Regions from separate parts of the Sus scrofa genome. Here all the other regions are linked to region 3. Evidence: chromatin contacts called from public HiChIP or PLAC-seq data. All regions are on one chromosome and are shown on one strand. The core of a region is the stretch at or near the end of the contact, and the rest is flanking DNA. Distances in the headings are between cores, read along the strand shown.

Region 1 (4,302 bases), core at 734-3,233, 210 kb after region 3:
TACTATGTTTATTATGATGTATTAGTATGTGGGGTATGGAAATGTTTTGGATAAAGATGGCAGTTCTGTATTCTATCAGGAGTTCTGTTGGAGATAAGAATTTCTGACAAGCTGATTGAGTCTTTGGTGCATTAGTTTTTCTGTCTTATGTAGCTTTTGGGAAGTTACATTGATGGATGCATTTCAGTTTAATCATTGAGACAGGAAGTAGACAAGGGGTTTCCAGGGAATGGGACATAATCTGATATGTTATATCATTTCTTCTAGGATCTAAAGAAGTATCATTTCTACTATTGGTTTTGCTCCCCTGCTCTCTGCCTTCCAGAGAGTATTCCCCTTGTTCAGGGGCCAGTGGGCTTGGATCAAAGATTTTCACCAAAACAGGTATTAACCAATAAAACAAAATGCAGGTAAAACTGGGTTTAATGTGCGTGAGTAGTTTGTCTAGCTCATTCTGAAGATAAATTGGCACTTGTCTGGGTGGAGAGGTGGTCACTGTGGAATCCTCCAAAGACAATGCTAGGAGCAGATTGACTTAGGCCATATTTATGAGCTCGTTTTGAAGAGTAGTATGCAACACTTCTCCCACTTCTCAGTGACATCTGTTAAAATGCTAAGCTGGTACGGAGGAATTACAGAAACATTTTGAAAGACTGCACAAATTTGCCCAAGCGTGTCCTTCACTCATTGAGGGGATCCTGAGGCAGCACACTTTGGGGAGAAATCTCTGAAATCAAATAGAAGACCTCCTCCTCCCTTTGTGCCAAGTTATAGAAATTCTTTGTGAAGAATGCTGCATGCAGAGCTAGTCTTTTCAGTTTAAGAAAAATAATTAGGTTATTAGAGATGGTTCCTCGAAGAGCAGGGAAAATAATCAAGTTGGTAGAGCCCTCAACAGGCCCCCAACCAAAAAATTCTGATCATTGGGGAGGCAAAGATTGAGTGGCAAGATGACTTGAATTCAGGAAGCACACCAAACACTAAAGCCCTGAATACTGAAACCAGGGAGCAGCCCTTATTGATTAAAAAATAATAATAAACTCATTTACTAAGACAAGTTAAAGGTTGTGATTTTGTGGAATTAATTCTCCAAGAAGAAATAGAAGTGGGAGAAGAAGATTAGGCCTCGGATTGACTGCCCAGGGGGTTTGAGGTTTCTTTTAACGGGAACAAAAATGTTCTCTTTTTTTTTTTTTTTTTTTTTTTTGTCTTTTTGCTATTTCTTTGGGCCGCTCCCACGGCATATGGAGGTTCCCAGGCTAGGGGTCGAATCGGAGCTGTAGCCACTGGCCTACACCAGAGCCACAGCAACTCGGGACCCGATCCGCGTCTGCAACCTACACCACAGCTCACGGCAGCGCCGGATCGTTAACCCACTGAGCAAGGGCAGGGACCAAACCCGCAACCTCATGGTTCCTAGTCGGATTCGTTAACCACTGCAGCACGACGGGAACTCCAAAAATCTTCTTAAACTATTGTGGTGATGGCTGCAAATTCCTGTGAACATGCTAAAACCAGCATTGAATTGTGCACTGTAATTGAGTCAATTGTATGGTAAGTAAAGTAAGCATGTCCCAGTAAAGCTGCTAAAGATTATAGAAAGGTTCAGGGTAAAATTCATCCATGGTAGATTCATGCTTGGTTATCATAGGAGAGAAATGTTTCAATACCACTCTAAACTTTTGTGGTGACATCTTAGCAAACCATCATGCTCTACCATAAAATGTCCCCTGCCTCTGAGACACACCACCATGCAGGTGGAAAGTGTTACATGTAAATGAGGTGCTGTTATTTGGTTTATTTGCTACAAAAGCCTAACAGGGGTGTGATCGATCACTTCCAGTCCTCTGGCTTGGAAGTACCTTTTATTTTATGTTAACTTCTAGCTCAGAACTAGATACGTAATTGTCTGGAGAATAACTCAGTGTTTCCTGTTTTCAGATTCAAGACCTTGAGCGTGCGTATGATAATCTTTGTCAAACAGAAGGAGTCCCGGCACTTCCTTACTTCCTAATCAAGTATGATGAGAACACGGTGCTGGTTTCCTTACTTAAACACTACAGTGATTTCTTCCAAAGTCAAAGGACAAAGGTCAGAGAAACTCTGAGTATCATTTTGTTATCCAGTGAAAACAATCTGATGTTCATGTTATGATAGATCACTGCAACATTCCATCTCATTTAGATTTTTGACCCCCATCCCTGCCAAAGAAGGTTTCAGCACATTTCCTCATCTTCATCCTCTTCCTCTGCCTGCAGCAGTTCCCAAATCAGCTCCTCCCCCAGATTTCCTGAGCTCTGTGGCACCTCAGAGTAATGTTGGATTCCTGACTTCCTGTTAGTGGTGAAGTTACTTTAGTTTTTCCTTCCTGATACATTTTGTATCTGTGTTTTAATTTACTCCTGCAGCTGCTCTGTAGTGCAGACCCTGGTCATCTCACTCCTGGTCAGTGAGAGTCTCTTCCCTCCGTCTTGTACTCCTCCAAGAACCAAGGAGCTCCCCCAGGCTCCTTAGGTTCCCTGTGTCATTCACCGATCAAGAGTTCCTAGTGTCTTGCCTCTGCCTCCAAACCCCCTTCCTGCCTCATCCTCCACCATTTCCTCATAAGCCATGGCTCCAGCTAAGTATCTCTTTTTGTCCCTGGACAACCCTCTTAATCAAATAGGCCTCGAACTTCTTCTATATCTCTCTTTGTCCTCACGTTGTATTGCCTTCTTGAAACAGGTACTGCCTGTGGGAACCCTAAGACACTCTCTCCCCTTGTTGACACCCTGTTCCACAGTGAAGCCTTCTCATGCTGTAGCAGGTGGGACATGTTCCCTCTGAACTCACTGCACTCACTCCCCATCCCCGTTGCCTTTTGTGCCATTAGACTGTAAGCTCCCAGAGGGCAGGGACCAACCCTGATGTATCTGTGTCAATGTAGTGTCAGGCCCTTGTCTCAAGCCCTCAATAAAATTATTTTGGATGAATGAAGGAGTACTGTAAGTGTCTTTTAGATGTGGTGAGCTAGATAGTAAGCAATCTTAACCATATTAGACATTGCAACTTAAAAATCCCATTGTGGCTCAGCAGGTTAAGAACCCAAGACTAGTATCCCTGAGGATGCGGGTTTGATCCCTGCTTCACTCAGTGGGTTAAGGATCTGTTGTTGCCGTAAGCTGCAGTGTAGGTCACAGGTGCAGCTCAGATCTGGTAATGCTGTGGCTCTGGCATAGGCTGGCAGCTGCAGCTCAGATTCAATCCCTAGCCCAAGAACTTCCATATCATATGAGATAAAAATAAAACACTGATAATGAGTATTATGCAGTAATGAAATCCAGTGGGAGAATTTCACTAGCCATGTAGAGTAGAGCTGAGAGGAGACCGGTCTGTCACTGATGCCCTGGCTCTTCCTTAGCTTGAAGTCCAGGTACCTTTTTTTAAGTAGAATTTTTTTCTCAACTACATTAGCATTTTCTTTTTCAAAATGAGCCCTTTTAAAATTGATGACGGAGGATTAAATTTTTATTAAAATCCTCCCCACACCACCCCCGACCCTGCCCCAGGCAGGTTTGCAGGACTGTAGCTAAATTAGCAGCAGTGAGATCAGCCATTGATGATTTGAAGCCCAGTCGAGGGTGAGGTGCTATTGTGACAGCAGGTGGGGTGAAGCAGTCTGGGTGTCAGAGCAGCTGGACTTCAGGTTGTCTGTGGTGAATACTTGGGCCTCCCCAGGGGGCAGCAGCACCAAAATAAGCATTTGCAGAGCACTCGACAGTTTAAAAGGAGCTTTCACGTACCTGATGGCATAATAACTTTATGAAGCAGGGGTCACACAGTATCTGCATTTTCTATTTGACAAAAATGAGACTCCAGGTCACACAACCAAATTGTCCGATTCCAAAGCCTGTGTGCTTTCCTCCATTTGGTTCTCATGTCACTTGGGGATGGCGGTTCTTGCTTGACACTTGGAATCAAACAGGTCTGGCTTTGACACCCACCATCGCCACCTTGCAGCTCTGTGACCTTGGGGAATTTGCACAGCCTTTCTTCATCCAGGTCTACCTGCTCCATGGTGGTAATGCTGCCTCCTCTGAGGCTGTGTGATGCGGATAAAATGCCCCACACAGCAGGTGCTCAGTGTGTGTCCACTTCCTTTCTTCCTCAGCAGCAGCCACTTTTCAACCACCGAACAACTCTTTTTGAAGTAGCCTGGGTGACTTTGCCTTCACCCTTACCGGAAGGCCAATCACTTGCCAAGGCATGCATAGCAGCTTTCACTTGGTTAAAGTTGTATCTCAAGAAAGCCCAGCGTTGCTC
Region 2 (4,095 bases), core at 1,514-4,013, 230 kb after region 3:
TACCTAATGAGATCATGCTACTTTCTCACCAGATAATGAGATACCAGAATGAGTTTAAAAAGATGACAATACCAAGTGTTGTCACAAATGTGGCTGAATTTGGAACCCTCACACACTGCTAGAAAACTGTTTGGCAGAATCTACCAAAGTCAAAAATATTTGTGGCTCAGCAGTTTCCCTCTCTGGTATATGAAGCACAGACGCACATACTCAAATGCAAGCAAAACACATATGCAGGAATGTTTATAGTAGCATCCTTCTTAATAACCCAACATTGGGAATAACCCGATGTCCTTCAACAATGGAAGGATAATAAATTGGGGTGTATTCATCACAGTGGAATGCAGCATTATAGTGAATCTGAATCAGCTACTGATACACATATCAACATGGATGAATTTTAAAAAAGTAATGATGAGTGAAAGAGGCTGGACCGACCTAAGAGAATACGTGCTACCTGTTTCTATGATGTAAAGGTCAAAACAGGTAAAACCCAAATAAGAGTAGTAGTTACTTTTGAAGAGGCTGGTTAATGACTGGGAGAAGACATGGGACAGGCTCCTTTAGGATTTATGTCACCTTTGTGTCTGCTTTACTTAAATAACAGTGTTCACTGAAGATAGCTAAATAATACAATAGCTTGTCCCCCAGAGGGAGAGTGTTACACTCACTCATCCTGGTAGGGTCTGTAGTGCTTCCTCACTACTGCTGGAGCTGCTGTTCCATAGATTGCAGGTTCAGATAGGAAGAACCCATGCTTGTCTTAGAGCTTCTTAATGTTTTAAGAGTTTCCCCGACCCCTGCATTTAAGATCTATCTGTCAGAATTATTTGTGTGCACTGTGAAATTGTTAGATAAAACTCACCTAAAAAAAACTCCTAGCCCGTTCCACACTCAGCCTCCAAGCACTTGGACAAAGGAAGCCTGTGTTCAAAACCTCCCAGAGGTTAAGACTGTCCCCCAGGGGTGTCAGGGGGGCATAATAACAATGAATTGAATCCTCTCCAACTGGGTTTGCCGAAGCTCTCATGCGAGCTCTTTCTTTTCCTTCCTTGAAAAAAATAAAAAATAAAAATCTGGGCCTGACATCAGGAGTAGCAGTTTCCAGTCTGTTGAAGTCCTGTGCTTCCGGGATCGAACGCTGCAGGGGGTGAGAGACATCGCCCACAGCATCATCTTCGAAGTGAAGCTTCCAGAAGTGGCATTTAGCCCAGGTAATTTGCCGGTCTTGAGAATACATATAATTATCATTTATCAAAAGCCAAATCAGGTTTAACTTTTCTTTCATCCCTTCACAATGGCAACAGAAGTAGAGAAAAGTACAACTCCTACCTTTTTGCCAATGGGAACACTTCTGTGAACAGAGGGCAGCTCAGCTATTCATAAAGGAACAAAGGCAAAGATTGTCCTCAGGAAATTTCCTCCAGGCAGTTTTTTCAGAGAATTTTTCTTTCCCTGATTTTTTTGTTTTTGCTTAACATGCAAATCTTTATTCCTTACCCTTCTTATAGGAAGAATAAAGTATTAATGCACCTACATATTTATTTGTTACACAAAATTGTATGTGATCCTATTCTCTGTGTAGGAAACCAGTCAGCAAAAGTGCCCTTTCTCCTTCCATGTTTAATATTCTCCATTTGATCTTGTGCTGTAGGTAGACGTCAGCTCTCATTCCCCTTTCATAATTTAAGAAATGTGGGCTCCCAGATACTTTATATGTATAGGTGTGTGAGTGTATAGATACATACACCTGCATTTATGTATATTTATGGACATGTCACAAAGACGTAATAACATATTCAAATTTGAGTAAAATAAAGATAATAATACCCACCTCATGGAGTGCCCCAGATGAGGAATCTGAGTCCTGTGTAAAAGACAGGTGTAGTGGTGTCATCTTATACTTGCTTATTAAATGCTAACTTACGTTAATTTCCTATTGTACCCAAAGCTCAGAACTCTTTCCAAATGATCCCTCAGATTTCTATGACATACATGTTTTCCAAATTACTTTTATATACTATCGTTGTTTAATTTGCTCCTTACAACATCTTTATTGTCCCAAGGCACATTGCTTTCTTTAATGCATGGGTCATGTGCCTTAAAGTATGTATTTATTTGTTTTAGGGGGATGGGAGTGGGGAGTTTAAAATCTCTCTCTCTTTTTTTTTTTTTGCTTCTTAGGGCTGCACCTGTGGCATATGGAAGTTCTCAGGCTAGGGATCGAATCAGAGCTCTAACTGCCAGCCTATGCCAGAGCCACAACAACCCCAGTGCCAAGATACATCTGCCACCTACACCACAGATCATGGCAACGCCGGATCCTCAACCCACTGAATGAGGTCAGGGATCGAACTCGCGTCCTAATGGATACTAGTCAAGTTTGTTACCACTGAGCCACAACAGGAACTCCTAAAATCTCTTTCGAGATGTCATTTTCAGAGACCAGAGTCCAAAGGATTCAGGATTGGCTCTGAGGACACTTTATCAGTGATTCTCTGTCAGCACTGAAGAATGTCTTCAACAGACTTCTTAGAAAGATCTAGAGAACACCCTGCTTGGTCAGGCAAGAGGAAGCTGTTTACTTGGTAGTTTAGAGCCTTAGATGTTTGGCCTCTCTGCCTTGTTTAGGAATTTGCATTTGGTTTAGCACCCTCTTCTGGCACATTCTAAAATAGCTTCCAAGTTAGTGAAGTTAACTTAGGTGCCACACCTTTGTTTTATTAAGATAAACTAGAGGGCAGCTCCAGGGGAGTGAGGTGAGCATGAACTGACCAGTCATGGGTGCCTGGCCTGCACTGGGCAGGCCACCAGCCACCTCACACGTTGCTCACTTACTCCTGCCAACCACTGTTTGGGGAAGGCACTTTTCTTTACATTTTTAAGATAAAGTCACTGAATTACTCCCAGCTCCCAATGATACATACCACTGGTGCTGGGCAAACCTGGCAAGCCCAGGACACCCTGCATTTCCATGTGAAAAAGGAGTTTTAGTGCAGCAGTGCCGGCAGTACAGCTTTACACTTGATACTGAGTGTGGATTATTTAAGCAAGGCGAATGTTCCTGTTTTTTACATGTAAATTAATGTTTTCCTTCTGAGCCATAAATTAAATGTTATAATAAATAAAACTTTATAGTTATTATATATTGAAATGTAAACTGAAGGTATTAGTATGGTAGTATCTTTCAGTATTTCTAAACATCCCATAGTGGCAATTACAATATTATAAGAAATTTGAATATCCTGTATCTTCCTTGGTGTAGCCAAGCTCCTCTCCTTTGCTCATCCCAGGATTCAGGCAGCTGGCTGAAGGAGGCTGCAAACGCTGTGGAGAGAGGGAGCTCTCCTCCTTTTAATTCCTGTCCTTAATGTGCTTCTCCTGTTTGTCCAACTATGGGAAAACAGGACCTAATTTTCCCCTAAATTTTTTCTCATTAATTTGGGGTATGTCCTATTGGATGTAGATTTTATGGAAGCAGATGTGATAGATTAAATATTATGGTCACATGTAGTATTTTTAAAAAGTTATGAATAAGTTTAAAGTACACCTAATTTTCTTAAAATATCAATGGCATCTTGAGTACAGAGATGTTTTAATTTGAAATGACATTTTATTTTTGTCTTATGATTTCTTATCTGTAACGGGAGAAAGCTTAGGCTAGAGTTATTAATTATAGTCTCCAAGACTGTGGTTCTGAAGTTCTTGTCAAAGTTCTGTGCTACGTGTTAGTGAACCTTTTTTTTTTTTTTTTTTTTTTAAATGGCTATACCCATGGCATATGGAAGTTCCCAGGCCAGGGACTGAATCTGAGCCTCAGCTGTGAACTATGCCACAGCTGTGGCAACACCAGATCATTCAATCTACTGCGCCAGGCCGGGGATCGAACCTGCACTTTCGCAGTGACACAAGCCATTGCAGTCAGGTTCTTAACCTACTGTATCACAGTGTGAACTCCTAGAGAACCCATTTTTAAATTTAATGTAAGAATAGTGAAGAAATCATGGAGTTCCCTTGTGGTCCAGTGGATTAAGGATCTGAGGTTGTCACTGCTATGGCTCTGGTCACTGATGTTGTTGTGCAAGTTCCTGGCCT
Region 3 (4,374 bases), core at 417-2,916:
ATTCAGTCCTCATTGACACCTCGTCACAAACAGTTTTTTCTCCACTTGGGCATATGTTTGATAATGCAGCGCATGCCCAGATGTGCAACATATATCACTCCAAGTACACTGTATATTTTTCTTCCTTTGTGAGAAGAAGAACACAAAATAGAGTTGATCAGAACTCCTGTGTCCATAGGAGGAGCAAAATATCTCCATAAAGTCATGTTTTATTCAGCCTAACTTTTTTTGTTGTTTTGTTTTGTTTTTTTTACAGCTGTGCCTGCAGCACATGGAAGTTCCTGGGCTAGAGGTTGAATTGGAACTACAGCTGCTGGCCACACCACAGTCCAGCCATGCCAGATCCAAGCCACATCTTCGACCTATGCCACAGACTTGCAGCAGTGCCAGAACCTTAACCCACTGAGTGAGGCCAGGGATCAAACTCGAATCCTCACAGATACTATGTTGGGTGCTTAACCTGCTGAGCCACAATGAGAACTCCCCTAACTCAATAAAAGCAAACTGCAATTACCTTGCCAGACAAAAAGACTGGTTTATCTTTCTTTTCTCTGTATAGCAACTATTCTAAAAATCCTGCATATATGAAGAGGCTGTCAAGGAGTATACAGCACCCCCCCCAAAAAAAAGAAGAGTAGAAAATGCATTTCTGGGAGTTCCCATTGTGGCTCAGTGGGTTAAGAATCTAACATAGTGTCTGTGAGGATGCAGGTTCAATCCCTGGCCTTGCTCAGTGTGTTAAGGATACAGTGTTGCCACAAGCCGTGGCCTAGGTTGTATATGTGGCTTGGATCTGGTATGGCTGTGGCTGTGGCATAGGCCTCAGCTGCAGCTCCGATTTGACCCCTAGCCTTGGGAACTTCCATGTGCCACAGATGCAATCTGAAAAAAAAAAAATGCATTTCCAATGGTATCAGGGAGTTAATGAAATATGTGTGAATTGTCTAGCTCTTGTGATATTTCTGGTATTCTTCAGTTTTTAAAAAATGTGCTCTTTAAAAACTGAAATACATGTGTACCTAAATTCGTCTTAATGATTTTGAAATCTTTGTCTTAAAGGGGCTCCCCCAAATTGTATAAACTTAAACCCTAAATAAAATATGGATCCATCCCTGATGCACACCAGTGCCCAGGGCATACACATGTGTGCACAGACCTGGGTATCCATAGGCCTGCATGCTCACCAGGCAGGCGCTCTCCAAGGGCAGAGGTGGGAGAAGGAAGTGCAGCTCGGCTCTTAGGAGGCAAATGACCCCTAAGTCACAAATGTGATCCCGCCTTTCCAAAGCCCCACAGTGGCTCAGTGACACTTGCCAGCACCAGCTTATCTCTGATGACAGCACATTTGCTTTTGCGTCCAGTGCATCTGGCTTTCCCTCTCCCTTCTTCCAGGCCTCTGGAAATCTCTGGCAGCCTTGTCTCCTCCTGCAAGATCTCATCAACTAATCCACAATTGCGGTATGGGGTGAGGATCAAAGACCCTCCCCAGGGGGGTATTTGAAAGCAATGCTCTTCCCAAAGGAACAGCTCCAGGTGGTGGAGTTTCATCCTGGCAAAAGATGCCAAGTGGAGATATTTAAGGAACTTCCACCCTCCCGCGTCACACTGCATGGGCGGGTGTCTCCTGTTCTCTCCCAGTTTTCTGGTTGCGTGTACTCTCACTTCCTCCTCTCTTCTCTGCTTCTCTTTCTGACTGCACATCTGCTGGGGCTCCATGCCAGAGGCTGGCAAACTTCTATAGAGGGCAGATTGTGGGCCTAAAATTTGTGGGCCACATATAGTCCCTGCTGTAAATACTTAATGCTGCCGTTGGGTGAAAGCAGGCATAAAAAAATACTCAAATGAATGAGCATGGCTGTGTTCCAATAAAAATTTATTTACAAGGACAATCTGTGGGCCAAAGCTAGTCCCTGCTCTAGACTCTAAGCTCCTTTAAAGCAGGGCCTGATTATTTTAAGCACTGAATGTCTAGGGCCTCCTAGAATGGCCCGCATGGAATGAGATCTAGGTACATACTACTTGGCTCTGACTCTACCCTTTCACTTCCTATTCCTCTGTCTCCCTCTATCCATGAAACCTCACCAAGCCTCAGCTTTTCAGAATACCGGAGGAGTCCAGCAAGGATAAACACCTTTCACTCTGGCAATCAGCTAATTGGCACAGCTCTGCCAGGTACTCAGGCAGTGAAGGAAGTTTCATGCTTAATTCAGCTTCTTTCCCAAGGCTTAACCCAACCTGGGAGATGTATTAAGACACAGGGACCAAGGAAACCTCAGGAAGGGATGGGGCTGGCATCTCTAAGACAGGCAACAGCTTGCAGCCACATGTCTGCTCCCCTCATCCACAGCCCTGAACCCCTTTCTCCTTTCCTGTCATTTGTTCATACCCTAGTTAGGTATTTCCTGAGTGCCAGCACCATGCTAAACACAGGGATGCAGCAAGGGAGACAGAAAATTAACACTGGCACTGTCATTGGCACTTAGAATATAACCCCCCAAATTGTTCACGAACAAATGGTCAGTTGAACCAAAGGGTGCTGGAGATAAGGCTTGGTTCTGCCAGCAGCAAACAGGCACTTTGCCTAAGGATGAGCATCCTGGGATGGAGGCCTCTGGCTGAGCAACTTTGGCCTCCTGGACAGGACCACCGTTGCCAAAACAAAAGATGTTAACCAAGAATTCAATTAAAAAATGGGCAGAGGATCTGACCAGACATTTTTCCAAAGAAGACATACAGATGGCCAGCAGGTACATGAAAAGGTGCTCAACATCACTAGCCAGCAGGGAAACACAAATCTAAACCACAATGAGCTATCACCCCACACCTGTTCCAATATCTATCACCCAAGAGACAAGACCTGCAAGGGTTGGTGAGGATGTGGAGAAGAGGGAACATCTTGTGCACAGTTTGTGGGAATATGACTTGGTGCAGCCACTATGGAAAACAGTATGGAGGTCCCCCCAAAATAAAAAATTAAAACTACCAACCAATCCAGCAATTCCACGTTTGGGTATTTATCTGAAGGAAACAAAAATGCTAGTTAGAAAAGACATATGCACTCCCATGCTCATGGCAGCATTACTTAAAATAGCTAAAGTTTGGAGACCATCCAAGTGTACATCAGTGACCAATGGATAAAGAACACATGATATTGATATGTGATATATATATCTCATATTGTCTTTATTGATATATACACCACACACGCAATGAAATATTATTCAGCAATAAAAAGAAGGAAATCTTGCCATTTGCTATGACGTGGATGGACCTTGAGGGCTTGATGCTAAGTGAAGTAAGTCAGACAGGGAAAGACAAATGTGTGATCTCACTTGTATGTGGAATCTAAACAAACAGACAAAACCAAGCTCATAAATGCAGAGAACAGATTGATGGTTGCCAGAAGCAGGGGTAGTGAGAGGTGGGAGAAATGAGTAAAGGGTGTCAAAAAGTGCAAACTTCCAGTTTGTAGAGTAAGTCCTGGTAACGCCCAGCATGGTGACCCTTCATAGTACTGTGTTGCATACACGAAAGTTGCTAAGAGAGTAAATGTTAGAAGTTCTCATCACAAGAAAAAAAAAAAAGCAGGAACTCTGTGGTGATGGATGTAAACTAGACTTATTGTGTGATCATTTCACAATATATACAAATATTAAATCTATGTTGTACTCTTGTGTACCTGAAACTAATGTAATGTTATACATCAGTGATACCTCAGAAAGAGAGATGGAGAGAGGAAGAGAAGGAGGAAGGAAGGAAGGAAAAACATAGGGGTTGAAAAATGTCCAGACTTGTCCATAGAAAGCCTGAAATGGCCTTGCCAGAGACTCTGTCCCCAAAGCAGGGCCTGTGTCAAGGATGTAGGGCCCCAGTCACCTTAGAGATGGGGACATTGAGGTGCACTGGGGGAGTTGACTGTCGGAAGTTTACAACCACGATGCTGAAAGTCAAGTCTAAAACACTCTAGAGAAGATAATGTGAGATAATCACATGTTCATGTTCAAACTATAGTGCCAGAGGAGTTTGCAGTTGCTTAACCTGGAATTCACAGTCCAGCTATAAATTCTCTCCAGGAAGGCCTCGCTGGCTCCAGAAGCCACTCGGACAGTGTTGATCAACACCAGAGGCATTGCTGATTAGCATAATGACTGTTAAAAATAAATGAGTTTTCAGAGCTGAAATCAGTGGCTTGTTAGCCAGCTTAATGGATGCTAGAAACAGGCACTTGAGGAAGTTGATGGCATTCAGAGTACATAGCTTGGTTAAAACATTTTAGAGATGCTCCCTCCACTGGCATGAACAGGGTGTAAGAATCCACAAGCCCGCTGGATCCAGCCACCCATGTAGGGTGATTCTGGTGGCCTGGCGGGGACT
Region 4 (4,533 bases), core at 325-2,824, 150 kb after region 3:
GTGTTTTGGCTAGACACAACAGTCTTTTATTGTGGGTTTTTTGTTTGTTTGGTTGGTTGGTTTTTGTCTGTGCCCTCTGGTGTTTTGAATTGTCAGCTTCATCATTACAGAGTCTCCTATATGACCAAATGAAAATCTGAGGAACTTACCATTGTGTTATTCTTTTGAGTCCTGGGATGCCAAAGAATTCCAAAGAATAGCTGGTCTTGCTTTGCCTCTCCACTTCTCAGAGCCATCTTTGGTTTGTTTTAAACATGATGTCCAGGGTTTTTAAGTGTACTTAGCAGAAGAATAGGGAAAAGTACCTGTACCCCATCTTCCTTGAAGCAGATGTCTTAGTATGTTTTAGAAGCTCTCCAGGCAGCCAAGGTTGTGAGCCACCAATATAGGCTGTAAGCTCCATTTGGACAGGGATTGTTTATCCTTTTCCTGTTATAACATCTGTACCTGATACCTCAATAAAGACTTTATGGTTGGGTGGATGGATTGATGGAAGGAAGGGAGAATGGGTGGGTAGATAGACGATGAATGAATGAATGAATGAATGAATGAATATCAGAATGGAACCAGCAGCCAGACTGATTCACACACCTGTGTCCCACTGCACACATATCCCTGACCAATCTGGGTCCAGAATTATTGCTGAAATAGCAGCTGCCTCTGTACACCAATGCCAAATAGAAAGATGAAGAAATAGTTGAAGGGGAGTTCCCATTGTGGCGAGTGGTTAACGAATCCGACTAGGAACCATGAGGTTGCGTGTTCGATCCCTGCCCTTGCTCAGTGGGTTAACGATCCGGCATTGCCGTGAGCTGTGGTGTAGTTTGCAGACGCGGCTCGGATCCCGCGTTGCTGTGGCTCTGGTGTAGACTGGCGGCTACAGCTCCCATTCGACCCCTAGCCTGGGAACCTCCATATGCCGCGGGAGCTGCCCAAGAAATAGCAAAAAGCCAAAAAAAAAAAAAAAAAAAAAGAAAGAAAGAAAGAAAAAAAAAGAAATAGTTGAAGGAAATAGAAAAAGTAGCTCTAATTCCCAGGCAGAGAGGGGAGCTCAGCAGGCCAGTGCCTCAAAGACTGTGCGCGCCCCGCCCCCCCCCCACCTTGGAGGGGGTAGTGAGGAGTCTTATAGTGTTTGAGGAGCAGGGGGTGATCAGCTCATGGATGTTTTCCTGATTGGTGGGTGCTGAGGTGGTTGGGAATCAGCATCATCAACTTTCTCATTCCAGCCGGTCTGGGGTCTGCGTGCTTATGGGAAGCACACAGTTGACTTCTCCACCTGGTGGAGGCTTCAGCACCTCCAAAACAGCTCCGAGGACATGGCGCAGCATATTACCTATAGTCCTTAAAGAACTTACTAAAGGTCCTGGACTTTGTTGAATGGCTAAACTACTATTATTCTGTCTTGCTTGACTGTTTTCCTTTTTCTATTTTCTCACTTCTCTGATTAAATTGATTCTTTGACTAAACTTGTTCTACAGACAAAAAGGCAGGAGGAGGACATGAGTTAGGGGTCCTCACAGGGTCCTGCTCTGTTAGAGAACCAAGGGGAGGCTTAACCAGCAGGTGGCGCTAAAGAGCCCCACATGTGGGGCTGGGGTGGCCACTGCAGTCAGGCTCCCAGTCACTTGACTGAAGGAGACAGAGACATTAAAGAAAGTCCTGTTCACCTAAGAGCTCTGTCTTATAAACACTGTGTATGCCTCTCCTTTCTCTCCTGCCAGTTCTTTTATTTACTTCAATATCGTAATTTCTTTTTTTCTTAAGAAGAGGACAGCCTGGATAACTTTGGTCTTTGAGAGTGCCTTTCTCTCAGCTTAATCTCCAGGGATTTGGAACAGCAAGAAAGCATTATTCATCATGTCCTGAAATGATATGTGTATGTGTGCTGGGACTGGTGCTGCGTTTGCCACATCCTTGACTAAAGTTAGCACGGATGTTCATATTTCCAATTACATGAAATCTTTATTTAAAGTGTTTATTCACTTCCCTCTCTCACCATAATGAAAAAGAGGATGAGGTGGGGCGGGGGTGGCATGCAGCTCATTCAAACGTCTTAGAAGGTGGGTGTCACTTGGGCCTTTAAATGACGTCACTTGCCAACCCTTGGAGCTTAGTGCAAGGCAACCACTAAACTCCAGAAGTCTCTTTCCACATCTTTAAATCAGGGCAAGAACGATTCCTTCACTGTGAGGTCATCAGCACTGTAAGGATTAATGAGGAAAACCTCCCAGTCCAGTGCAGGTAGGTAGAAACATTACTTTTCTTTTTTCTTCATGGCTTTTCTTGCTTGAGGGTAAGAGGTAATGGAGCTGGGCTTTTTATGCTTCTTTTCTTTGCCATTAAGGATGATTATTCTTTAGCTTCCCTTTCCTGTGTTGCCTGTTTTTAGAAACCTCAGCCTGTCCCACCTGGGGTGGGGAAGGAAAGGGGCAGGCAAACGAACAAGTCCAGCCTCCCAAACTCTTAAAGTCAAATTATAAGATGAAAGAAAACCAGAGAGGTACGGGGCGGGGGGAAGGTTTCCATACTTCCAGTTCTGCTGATTAACTAAGAAATTATGTGTTAACATATTGCTGTGCTAACCTTTAAAAGAAACTATGTGATGCATTTTATCCAAAACCTAGTACCAGCCAGTAGTTTGCTTTCATTTAAATGGCACTAAAGGAGTTCCTGTCATGGCGCAGTGGAAACGAATCCAACTGGGAACTATGAGGTTGCGGGTTTGATCCCTGGCCTTGCTCGGTGGGTTAAGGATCCGGCGCTGCCATGAGCTATGGTGTAGGTCACAGACGTGGCTTGGATCCTGCATTGCTGTGGCTCTGGCATAGGCCCGCGGCTACAGCTCCGATTCGACCCCTAGACTGTGAACCTCCATGTGCTCGGGAAGCGGCCCTAGAAAAGAAAAAAAAAAAAGACAAAATAATAATAATAATAATAATAATAATAATAATAATAAATGACACTAGAGTCTTGTAATTGCTCACATATTTCTCCTTGCTCTGGCTCCTAGGAAACTCAGAGCAAAACTGTGGCCTAACTATAGTAGCTCTTTAGGACCCACTCTTAGTTTCATCCATATTTGCCTAACATGTCTTTATTTCCCTTATTAAAAAAACTCCTGTGGTATTTTCAGGAGCAAAACTAGTGTACTAAAATAGATTTTTAAAACAGACAGAACTGGAAACACTCAGGCAGCCTCTCTCTTTCTTGGACCTTTGAATTTTTTTTGTTTCTTTTTTTTTTTTTTTTTTTTTTTTTTTTTTGGCTGTCCTTGAGGAGTATGGAAATTCCCTGGTCAGGAATCGAATCCGAGCTACAGCTGTAATCTATGCTGCAGCTGCAGCAATGCCAGACCCTTTTAATGCCAGGGATCCAACCTGCATCTCCAAAGCTACACAGGCTGCTGCAGTCTGATTCTTAACCCACTGTGCCACAGCGAGAACGCCATTCAATTTCTTTTTAAACAACTTTATTAAGATATAATTTACATGCCATGAAATTCACTCTAAGTGAATCATACAATTCGATTATTGTTAGTAAATGTACAGAGTTATATAATCATCACCAGAATCCAATTTTAGAACATTGCCAACATTTGCAAAGACTCCTTCCCATCCCAACCCCCAATCCCAAGCAACCACTAATCTCTTTTCTATCTAAATAGATTTGTCTATCTTGGACATTTCATATAAATGTAATCATATAATATGTGGCCTTTTGTGTCTGGCCTCTTGCACTTTGCATAATGTTTTTGCAGTTCGTCCATGTCATAGCATGGATCAGTACTTTATTGCTGACAAATAATACATAGATATACCATATTTTTATTATCTACTCAGCTGATAAACATTTGCGTTTCTTTCACTTTTTGGCTATTTTGAATAGTGCTGGAAAGATTCATACACACATATATGGACACAGAGCTTCAGTTCTCTTGGGCACATATCTGGATATGGAATTTCAGTGAAATCTGGTAACTATTTTAACTATTCAGGAACTGCCAGACTTTTCCACAGTGTCTGTACCATTTTTACATTCCCCAAAACAATATATGAGAGTTCTAACTTCTCCACATCCTCATCAACATTTATTATTGTCTGTCTTTTAAAAGTATATGGAGTTCCTGCTGTGGCACAATGGCATTGGCAGTGTCTCTGCAGCACCAGGATGCAGGTTCAATCCATGGCCTGGCACAGAGGGTTAAAGGATCTGGTGTTGCTGCAGCTGTGGTCACAACTGCAGCTCAGTTTCCAACTGTGGCTTGGTCCAGAAACTCCCATATGCCATGGAGTGGTGAAAAAATGATTGATTGATTAAGAGAGAAGTATAGTCCTCTCCTATAATCCTAGTGGATGTAGAGTGGTACCTCATTGTGTTTTGATTTGCATTTCCCTGATGACTAAGACGGCAAGCATCTTTTCATGAGCTTGTGAGCCTTTCCTGCATCTTCTTGGGTGAAATGTCTATTCAAATCCTTTTCCCATTTTTAAATTGAGTTTTTTCTCTTCTCTCCGTTGAGTTGGGAGAGTACTT

What was found. HiChIP or PLAC-seq counts read pairs in DNA pulled down with a chosen protein or histone mark.
Region 1: an H3K27ac HiChIP or PLAC-seq map of alveolar macrophages shows a contact between it and region 3, with 6 times the contacts expected there. The contact joins two enhancer-like sites. A contact is called at or near these places in 3 of 47 Hi-C or Micro-C datasets (embryonic fibroblasts, mesenteric adipose tissue and retroperitoneal adipose tissue) and 1 of 2 datasets of contacts at active chromatin or transcription factors (alveolar macrophages).
Region 2: an H3K27ac HiChIP or PLAC-seq map of alveolar macrophages shows a contact between it and region 3. The contact joins two enhancer-like sites. A contact is called at or near these places in 7 of 47 Hi-C or Micro-C datasets (brain, embryonic fibroblasts, heart right ventricle and 4 more) and 1 of 2 datasets of contacts at active chromatin or transcription factors (alveolar macrophages).
Region 4: a contact with region 3 is called in an H3K27ac HiChIP or PLAC-seq map of alveolar macrophages. The contact joins two enhancer-like sites. A contact is called at or near these places in 1 of 5 promoter capture datasets (liver), 21 of 47 Hi-C or Micro-C datasets (alveolar macrophages, brain, embryonic fibroblasts and 11 more) and 2 of 2 datasets of contacts at active chromatin or transcription factors (alveolar macrophages and skeletal muscle).

What each region holds. Positions count from the first base shown.
Region 1 is chr13:67,452,343-67,456,644 of Sscrofa11.1, forward strand. It overlaps ATG7 (autophagy related 7), which reads left to right. Exons shown (of 20, transcript NM_001190285.1): 7 at 268-384; 8 at 1,942-2,091. Among named protein-coding and RNA genes, the nearest start is that of ATG7, 37 kb to the left of the region's middle. Within about 2 kb of position 1,984, at least 3 of the 83 cell types and tissues checked have an H3K27ac peak or open chromatin away from gene starts, as enhancers often do. A contact at or near this core is called in alveolar macrophages and retroperitoneal adipose tissue, where this site is marked.
Region 2 is chr13:67,470,133-67,474,227 of Sscrofa11.1, forward strand. ATG7 (autophagy related 7) reads left to right here. Exons shown (of 20, transcript NM_001190285.1): 10 at 1,093-1,214. Among named protein-coding and RNA genes, the nearest start is that of ATG7, 54 kb to the left of the region's middle. Within about 2 kb of position 2,764, at least 10 of the 83 cell types and tissues checked have an H3K27ac peak or open chromatin away from gene starts, as enhancers often do. A contact at or near this core is called in alveolar macrophages and retroperitoneal adipose tissue, where this site is marked.
Region 3 is chr13:67,238,910-67,243,283 of Sscrofa11.1, forward strand. All of the region lies in intron 1 of HRH1 (histamine H1 receptor), which reads left to right. Among named protein-coding and RNA genes, the nearest start is that of HRH1, 32 kb to the left of the region's middle. Within about 2 kb of position 1,667, at least 8 of the 83 cell types and tissues checked have an H3K27ac peak or open chromatin away from gene starts, as enhancers often do. A contact at or near this core is called in alveolar macrophages and retroperitoneal adipose tissue, where this site is marked.
Region 4 is chr13:67,392,302-67,396,834 of Sscrofa11.1, forward strand. All of the region lies in intron 1 of HRH1 (histamine H1 receptor), which reads left to right. It also overlaps a transcript of ATG7 not described here. Among named protein-coding and RNA genes, the nearest start is that of ATG7, 23 kb to the right of the region's middle. Within about 2 kb of position 1,575, at least 8 of the 83 cell types and tissues checked have an H3K27ac peak or open chromatin away from gene starts, as enhancers often do. A contact at or near this core is called in alveolar macrophages and retroperitoneal adipose tissue, where this site is marked.